2 separate regions of the Hordeum vulgare genome follow, and region 2 is linked to region 1. Evidence: chromatin contacts called from public Hi-C data. All regions are on one chromosome and are shown on one strand. Each heading gives the region's core, a stretch centred on a gene start, on an enhancer-like site or on the middle of the called end of the contact. The rest is flanking DNA. Distances are from core to core; before and after follow the strand shown.

The links. A called contact is a pair of places that touch in the nucleus more often than the background predicts.
Region 2: a Hi-C map of seedling shows a contact between it and region 1, with 5 times the contacts expected there. The contact joins the promoter of LOC123412065 here to the promoter of LOC123440296 in region 1. A contact is called at or near these places in 3 of 6 Hi-C or Micro-C datasets (leaf and seedling) and 1 of 1 datasets of contacts at active chromatin or transcription factors (embryo).

What each region holds. Positions count from the first base shown.
Region 1 is chr1H:398,182,022-398,185,728 of MorexV3_pseudomolecules_assembly, reverse strand. It overlaps LOC123440296 (protein BONZAI 3-like), which reads left to right and starts at 1,469. Exons shown (of 16, transcript XM_045116882.1): 1 at 1,469-1,774; 2 at 3,339-3,386. The coding sequence starts at 1,613.
Region 2 is chr1H:398,357,225-398,360,627 of MorexV3_pseudomolecules_assembly, reverse strand. It overlaps LOC123412065, which reads right to left and starts at 1,736. Exons shown (of 1, transcript XM_045105021.1): 1 at 1,081-1,736. The coding sequence starts at 1,491. The coding sequence ends at 1,342.

The DNA.
Region 1 (3,707 bases), core at 220-2,719:
CCGGAAGGTTTTCGGAGTTACCGGGAATGTACCGGGAATGACGAATGGGTTCCGGGAGTTCACCGGGGGGGCAAGCAACCCACCCCGGGGAAGCCCATAGGCCTTGAGGGTGGCGCACCAGCCCTTAGTGGGCTGGTGGGACAGCCCAAAAGGGGCCCTATGCGCATTGGAAGAAAAATCAAAGAGAAAGAAAAAAAAAAGGAGGTGGGAAGGGAAGGAAGGACTCCCACCCACCAAACCAAGTCCAACTCGGTTTGGGGGGGAGACCTTCCCCCTTGGCTCGGACGACCCCCTTGGGGCTCCTTGAGCCCCAAGGCAAGGCCCCCCCTCTCCCACCTATATATACGGAGGTTTTAGGGCTGATTTGAGACGACTTTTCCACGGCAGCCCGACCACATACCTCCACGGTTTTTCCTCTAGATCGCGTTTCTGCGGAGCTCGGGCGGAGCCCTGCTGAGACGAGATCATCACCAACCTCCGGAGCGCCGTCACGCTGCCGGAGAACTCTTCTACCTCTCCGTCTCTCTTGCTGGATCAAGAAGGCCGAGATCATCGTCGAGCTGTACGTGTGCTGAACGTGGAGGTGCCGTCCGTTCGGTACTAGATCGTGGGACTGATCGCGGGATTGTTCGCGGGGCGGATCGAGGGACGTGAGGACGTTCCACTACATCAACCGCGTTCACTAACGTTTCTGCTGTACGATCTACAAGGGTACGTAGATCACTCATCCCCTCTCGTAGATGGACATCATCATGATAGGTCTTCGTGCGCGTAGGAAATTTTTTGTTTCCCATGCGACGTTCCCCAACAGCTCAGCCGCCCGTGGAGGTGGGGAGGTGCTCGATGAGGACCGACACTTAGGATAACGATAGAGAAGGGGCTGGGGAAAGAAGATGTATATGACATGTGGGGATACGGATGTCACTGAGCGTAGATCGCAATCCGGGCTGGGATGGATTTTACCCCGACACACCAAACAGGTCCAAGGTTAAAATTTACCAGAATCAATGAGTAGAGGACGTGTATTTCGAGGTTGAGGTTTGATTACAACAAGCTATACAAATTCAAGGTTTAAAACAAACTTCACTCTTCATTGGTTAGAAGAAGAAAAAAAGGCCATCCGTAATGCGGGATAATGCCCGCGGCCCTAATGTGCTCGAGTCGCTTCATCTGATCAATCGATCAGCTCTCCCGTTATCCGGAACCGCGTATGAGGCCCCTTCTGTTCCACGAAGTATCCCGGCGATCTCAGATTTGATTCTCAGCATTTTCCCGTGCACCGCGCTGCCGCGTGCCGAAGAACAGGGCCTTTTTTTCCTTTTGGAAAACCATCAGGCAACTAACGGCAGCTCTTGGTTTCCAAAAATGGAACATGGCAAGGCACAGACGCGTGGGCCTCTTCTTCGACCAAAACATCGTGCCCGTCTCGACTCTCGACTCTTGTGCGCGTAAAAACGCCTACAAATATTGTTTTCTAGAGACAGGATTTGCGAACGAACGCGCTCTCCCTCCCTCTCTCTCTGTCTCTCCGCCCCCTCAGCTCTCAAACAAGTCCACTCGTTTCAAAGTTCAAACTCAAACTCCTCCGGCCGCTCCAGGTCCGAGATCGGGGATGGGGGGCTGCTTCTCCGGCGACGTGCGCGGCGGCATGGAGGCCGTCGGAGGCGGCGGCAGCGTGGGCGCGCCGTCCCGCGGGCCGCCGGCGGCGGGGGCCAACGAGGCCGTCGACCACTTCTTCCAGGGCCAGGCGCTGCGCCTCTACACCCCTCTCGAGGTACGCTCGCTCCCCTCCCCTCCCCTCCCCTCCACGGGAAACCCTAGTGCCCAGTCCAGCGCTGCTCGCTGGTCGCGGAGACTTTCCCAGAACGGCATGGTTCGCGGATTCGTGGTCACGGTTGGAGGCGGGGGGTTTTTTGGATGGGGAAGAAGGAATTCGGGGGTCGTCGCGAATCGCGATCGGTTCCGGCGGCTGGAATCTGGTGGGCTCTCGCTGTCAAGCGAGGCGGGTTTCGGGTGTCCCGTCATTTATTTGTTTATTTGAGTAAATGCGCTCCGCTGTCACAACGTGCAGATGCTTCGATGTTTCCCACCAAACCCATCGGCATTGCAATTGTCGCTTTGACTTTGGTCTGGATAGTACCACTTTTTATCTGCACGCGCACAACTTAGGGGTATTTTACTCGAGAGTTTGGGTTTGAAGCGGGTTTTGTGAAATGCCGGCGCTCGTCTCTGAATTTGGGTCTTGGGTTGTTTTAGTTAGGGATAATATGTGGATTGCGTATTTAGGTTTTGGTGCGTTTTTTGTCCGCTGGTCTGCGTCCACGAAGATTGCTCAGTACTATCATGTGACGTGTCCTTTACTCTTACGAGTATATATGAGTTCTCATAGAAGTGCTTGGGAAATTCGTCTCTGTCAGAGTCAACTCGGATGTGCGGCGCTAGCGCACCTCCAGCACTGTTCCCTCCGTTTTGAATTTTTTTTCTTTTTTTTTTTGCTTCAAATGCATGCGTGTTCATTTACAAAATGGCATACGAGTTCTAGGTGACCTGTTCGTGCACAAATAAGATCCTGAAGAAAGTGACGAAGTAATGTTTTTCAGTTTCCGCATGCGGTTCCTCAGTTGCTGATCGCATAGAATTTGATGGACCGGTCTCTGGAAAACATTTTTTTAATATTGATTAACATTTTGACGCTGGAGTATTTTCTGGAAGTGGATCAGAAATGGTCAAAGATATTTTAGGTTGGAGTGGGTGGTGGACATCAATCGTTTGCTTTAAAAATGGAACCATCTCGTGTAGAGACTAGTGAGTCGCACTAACGTTCACACACTGGACGATGAACTTTATGTCCTATACTACCAAACAATTTATTTTGTTTTATTCTGGACTAGGTTCCTATAATCCTTCCCAGATCCCACCTTGTGTGGGAGCTTCTGTGCACTGGGTCTGTCCTTTTTATTATGATTTACTCGACCCCTTTCAATTAAAAAATGTTGTTCAGACAATATAATTCTATGTCTTCAGATTCACAAGGATCGATGTGCTTGCAGTGAGTTGTGCGACACCTATGTATCATGATTTATGATGATTTGTGACAATGGGTACAGGAACTGTGTGGTCTCTTGTTTCATATTTTAGAGTTCATCTGTTAGAATATTTATAATGTTTTCAATGCATGTTCAAGGATACCATATGGTCAGATATGTTCCAGCCAGCGATAATGTAGAACCCTGTTCGGTGTACGTCGGTGCTGCATGCTAATATGTTCTCAACTAGCCGATAGTGGATGTCAATATGATCTGCCTTGATTGACATGTCGCCATCTTCCTGCATTGCAGCTATCTTTTTCAGCTTCCAAGTTGAGAAATATGGATGCTCTTTCTAAGGTAAAAAATACCATCCAGTCCTTCCATGCATTTCGATCTCTACGTATATTTATATTCCCTTTCCTGTAGTGCATCTTACCGTACCCTAACTTAAAAAGTGATATTAAACCCTGTTGGAACTGAAGTAGACGCTGCTCAATGTTGGATATCCTTTGGCTTTTTGCTAAAAAATGACAAGTTTTAAAAAAAGAAAACTATATGTTATTATGTATGAACAGGTGCAAATTTGTGATTCTGTATCCACATGTCATTTGTTTACCCTCTTATTGTACCTTTTTCACCTTTTTTAGACCAAAAAAGGTGTGCATGAACAATATTGGA
Region 2 (3,403 bases), core at 487-2,986, 170 kb before region 1:
GTGGCCATCCAACTGCGCAACGAGCCATTTGCAGTTGCAGGCGATGACAATATTCTCACCTTGATCTTCAAGTCCCCCTTATCTAAGTTATCTTGCGTCGCAGTGAGCGAGCGGTGCGAGCTGGTATCAGCTTAGAGCGTTCTCTCCTACTCCTATATTGCACCTTCTTTTGTTCTCAGAAGCGGTCCTAGGTTTCGTCTGACGCACCACTTCAAAAAGTTTACAGGATTAGTTCATCTCATGGCATTGACAAATGACAACCCTGGGGTTTTCATTTCCGTCCTCACTTTCAGTAGAAAGTGACGTCAAGCCAGCCCTATCTGAATGGAATAGTTTCCAAGAAGAAGTTTCAGTGCAAGAATTCAGATAGAACTGAAGAGATCGTTGCGGCCAGTGAGATCTAGATGACTCAGCAGATGTTCATGGATCTCCAATAAACTAGTTATCTAACTAAGGTTCCTGAATTTGTAGAGTGCAGACATTCAGGCGAATTATACACAAGGGCAAAAATTCAGAAGGAGGTGACTTTCTGCAGGTATATAGGTCCTTCTGGAGACTGGAGAGTTTACAGAGGTGTACTCGAGTCTGAGATTCTGCCAGGGGAAAGAGCCTATTAGTAGACAAACAAAGATAGATAGGCATGAACCGCAAAGCAATACCTACCGGCCTGATGCGGCTTAAGATGCAGTCACAATTATCTAACTGATAAATAGAAAATCAAACAGTTGAATGATGGTCTTCTTCAGACTGCCTGGTAGAATTTTCAGATCTGCCAACAAGTGTAGAATCTTTGGTCTAGTCTTGAACTATTTTGTAGCCATGTTTCTGGTTAGTGCTTTCCTACAGGAACTTGCACTAAGACGTGCATCCTCCTGGAGTCACTACACAACCACTTGATCACCAGAAAAATATCACTGAACTTTTCTGTTATTTAATTGCACCCTGGCTGTGCTAACAGATAGTCAATCTTCTGGGATTTTATGTTACGATCATATAAAAGAATCTGAAAGAAAAATAAAAAAAGAAAAAGAAAAAGAAAAAAGAAACAGAGGAGAGAAGTAGAGAAGGGAACAGGACAAGTGAAAGCAACATAACAAGTTTGATGATATCTATTCCCCCAGATGTATCAGTTCAGGCCACAGATGGAGATGGACAGCCTAATACTATACCGATAAAAAACATGGCTTACAGTTTCGACGAGTCCTACAATTCAGTAGTACAGTAGAAATTATTTCTGAACCGGAGAAAACCAGGAGCCATTGCCTGGCCTGCTCCCTCCCATGAACAAAGAAGCTTTCTCCCAGCAAACCAGCGATCCGCGGGGACTCCTCAGCCTCTGCCTCAGCAGCATGGGTAGATGGTGACAGATCGCCGCTTCGGTGGGGTGCAGAGGAGCATGAACACCAACGCGATGACGGCCGCGACGAGGAGCCCCAGGAAGCTGAAGCCCGCCTCCTCCTCCGACTCGCTGCTGCAGCACATCTTCCCCATGCTGCCCGGTGCTTAGCTAGCTATGCTGGAGATCAATGGTGGTCAGACCAAGAGAGGCTCGCTTCCTAGCAGTGGCGTGTTTCTTTCTTTCTTTCTTATACCACGGCCATGATCTTGGCTTTAAGGCGCCGTGGTGTGGCCAGTTTGTTGGGGCGTCGCTATCAGGTCTTCACTCATGCCACCCTCCTGTGCTCTCCTTCCATCTCTGAAGACAGCTCAGCCTATGCTCGCACCCACCAAGGCCACTAACACCGGCCTGGGATGGAACCGTTAGGCTGATCGATGATCAACTGCCCAGATGTTGAGATATATATCTGGTAAACAGATCTGACCTTTCTTTTATGCCTGCCTTTCAGCATGGAATGTTAGATGGCTAGCTGTTCAACTTTACGCCGTCGCGGTCTCTCGCTGGCGATCTCGTAGATGCGGTCATTCGACGGCGATTCGGATGAAAACTACAGGAACAACAATACCTGATGGTGATGTGTCTACATGTATGAAAACTACATGACCAGTGAACTGGTATGCTGATATCGTCCAGGTGAAACTGAAACAGTTGATGCTACCTGTCCCCATGTCCGCTGGCCATGTGATGGCGAGGGAGAGAAGGTAGCATGCATGCATACTCTCGCCTCTCGGTATGAATGTGGAACACGTCAATCTATTTGAGGGGTAGAGATTTGGTGGTGCATGTTGCGTGTCGGTGGTGACTTGGCTTTCTCGGAGTTGGGGAAGAACTGAAGAAGGACGGAGCAAGTGCCATGTGCGATGTTGCATTACAGCGTCGCCTAACACTAGAAGACAAGCGAGCCTCAAGTTTCTTCCTAGACAGGATTGCTTCCTGGCTCAGCTAAGCGGAGTCCCACCTCAGCCGGGCACGGTTTTATTATTAGAAAACAATAGCGCGCTATATAACGGGACATGGAGTTTCTGTAAAAAAAATCAAAAAAAAATTCAACAAATTCCGATTCCTTTTTTATAAACAACATTGACAAAAGTTCTATGTGAATGCAAAAAATTTGGCTTGAAAAAACATTCCTATAAGACGTGACAAAAAAAAACCAAAATAGATACTCTGAAAGTGCGCATATTCAAAGTATTGATTTTGTTTGTTTTGTCACGCCTTATAGAAATGTTACTTCGGGCCAAATTTTTGCATGCACTTAGACCTTTTGTCAATGTTATTTGCAAAAAAAAATTAGAATATGTTAAATGTATTTGTTTTTTATTTTACTGTTCATCGAGTCCATTTAAGCTCCGGAGCAGAAGGGCACTTTCCGCTATAACGCTGCTACTAGCACGATATAAAGGCTAGAAAACTGGCTCACTGAATTGATGCGTGCAATGTCTCGTTAATAACACGTTATAGCGCACTATAGTACACTAATAACACATTTTTAAGGGTCACGCTATTTTATATAACTTGTTATTTTTAAAAATTCATTTTAAACTGGATGCAGATAAGCCTGGGAATCAAAACGCTGCACTCACTATTTTTATCCTTGTTTATTAATTATCAAGAGATTGGCGTTGTTTTGGGTGGTTTCTATCTTCAACAAAATGCTAAATATGATGTTCTGGTTTTTCATTTTAAGTTTTGATGATCTACAAATAAAATAAAATATATGCATGTAGGTATCGGACAATCACCAAGAATCACGAAAGCACCCTTCAGTGTTCGGACTTAGATGAACCCGGTGAACGATATCACAATTAAAAATAGATAAATAATCAAGAAAATCCTATTTTGTTGCAAGAAAGATGTGTATGTGTGTGATATTCGTGCAAAATTTGGTGATATTTGGACATTCGAGTAGCGCACGGCAAAAAAGACAAATCCAGGCATGAATAATACTGTTTTTCAAATGTCTCTCAAACCTGAATTTGTTTTTTTTCCACGAGTTCCTCGAAT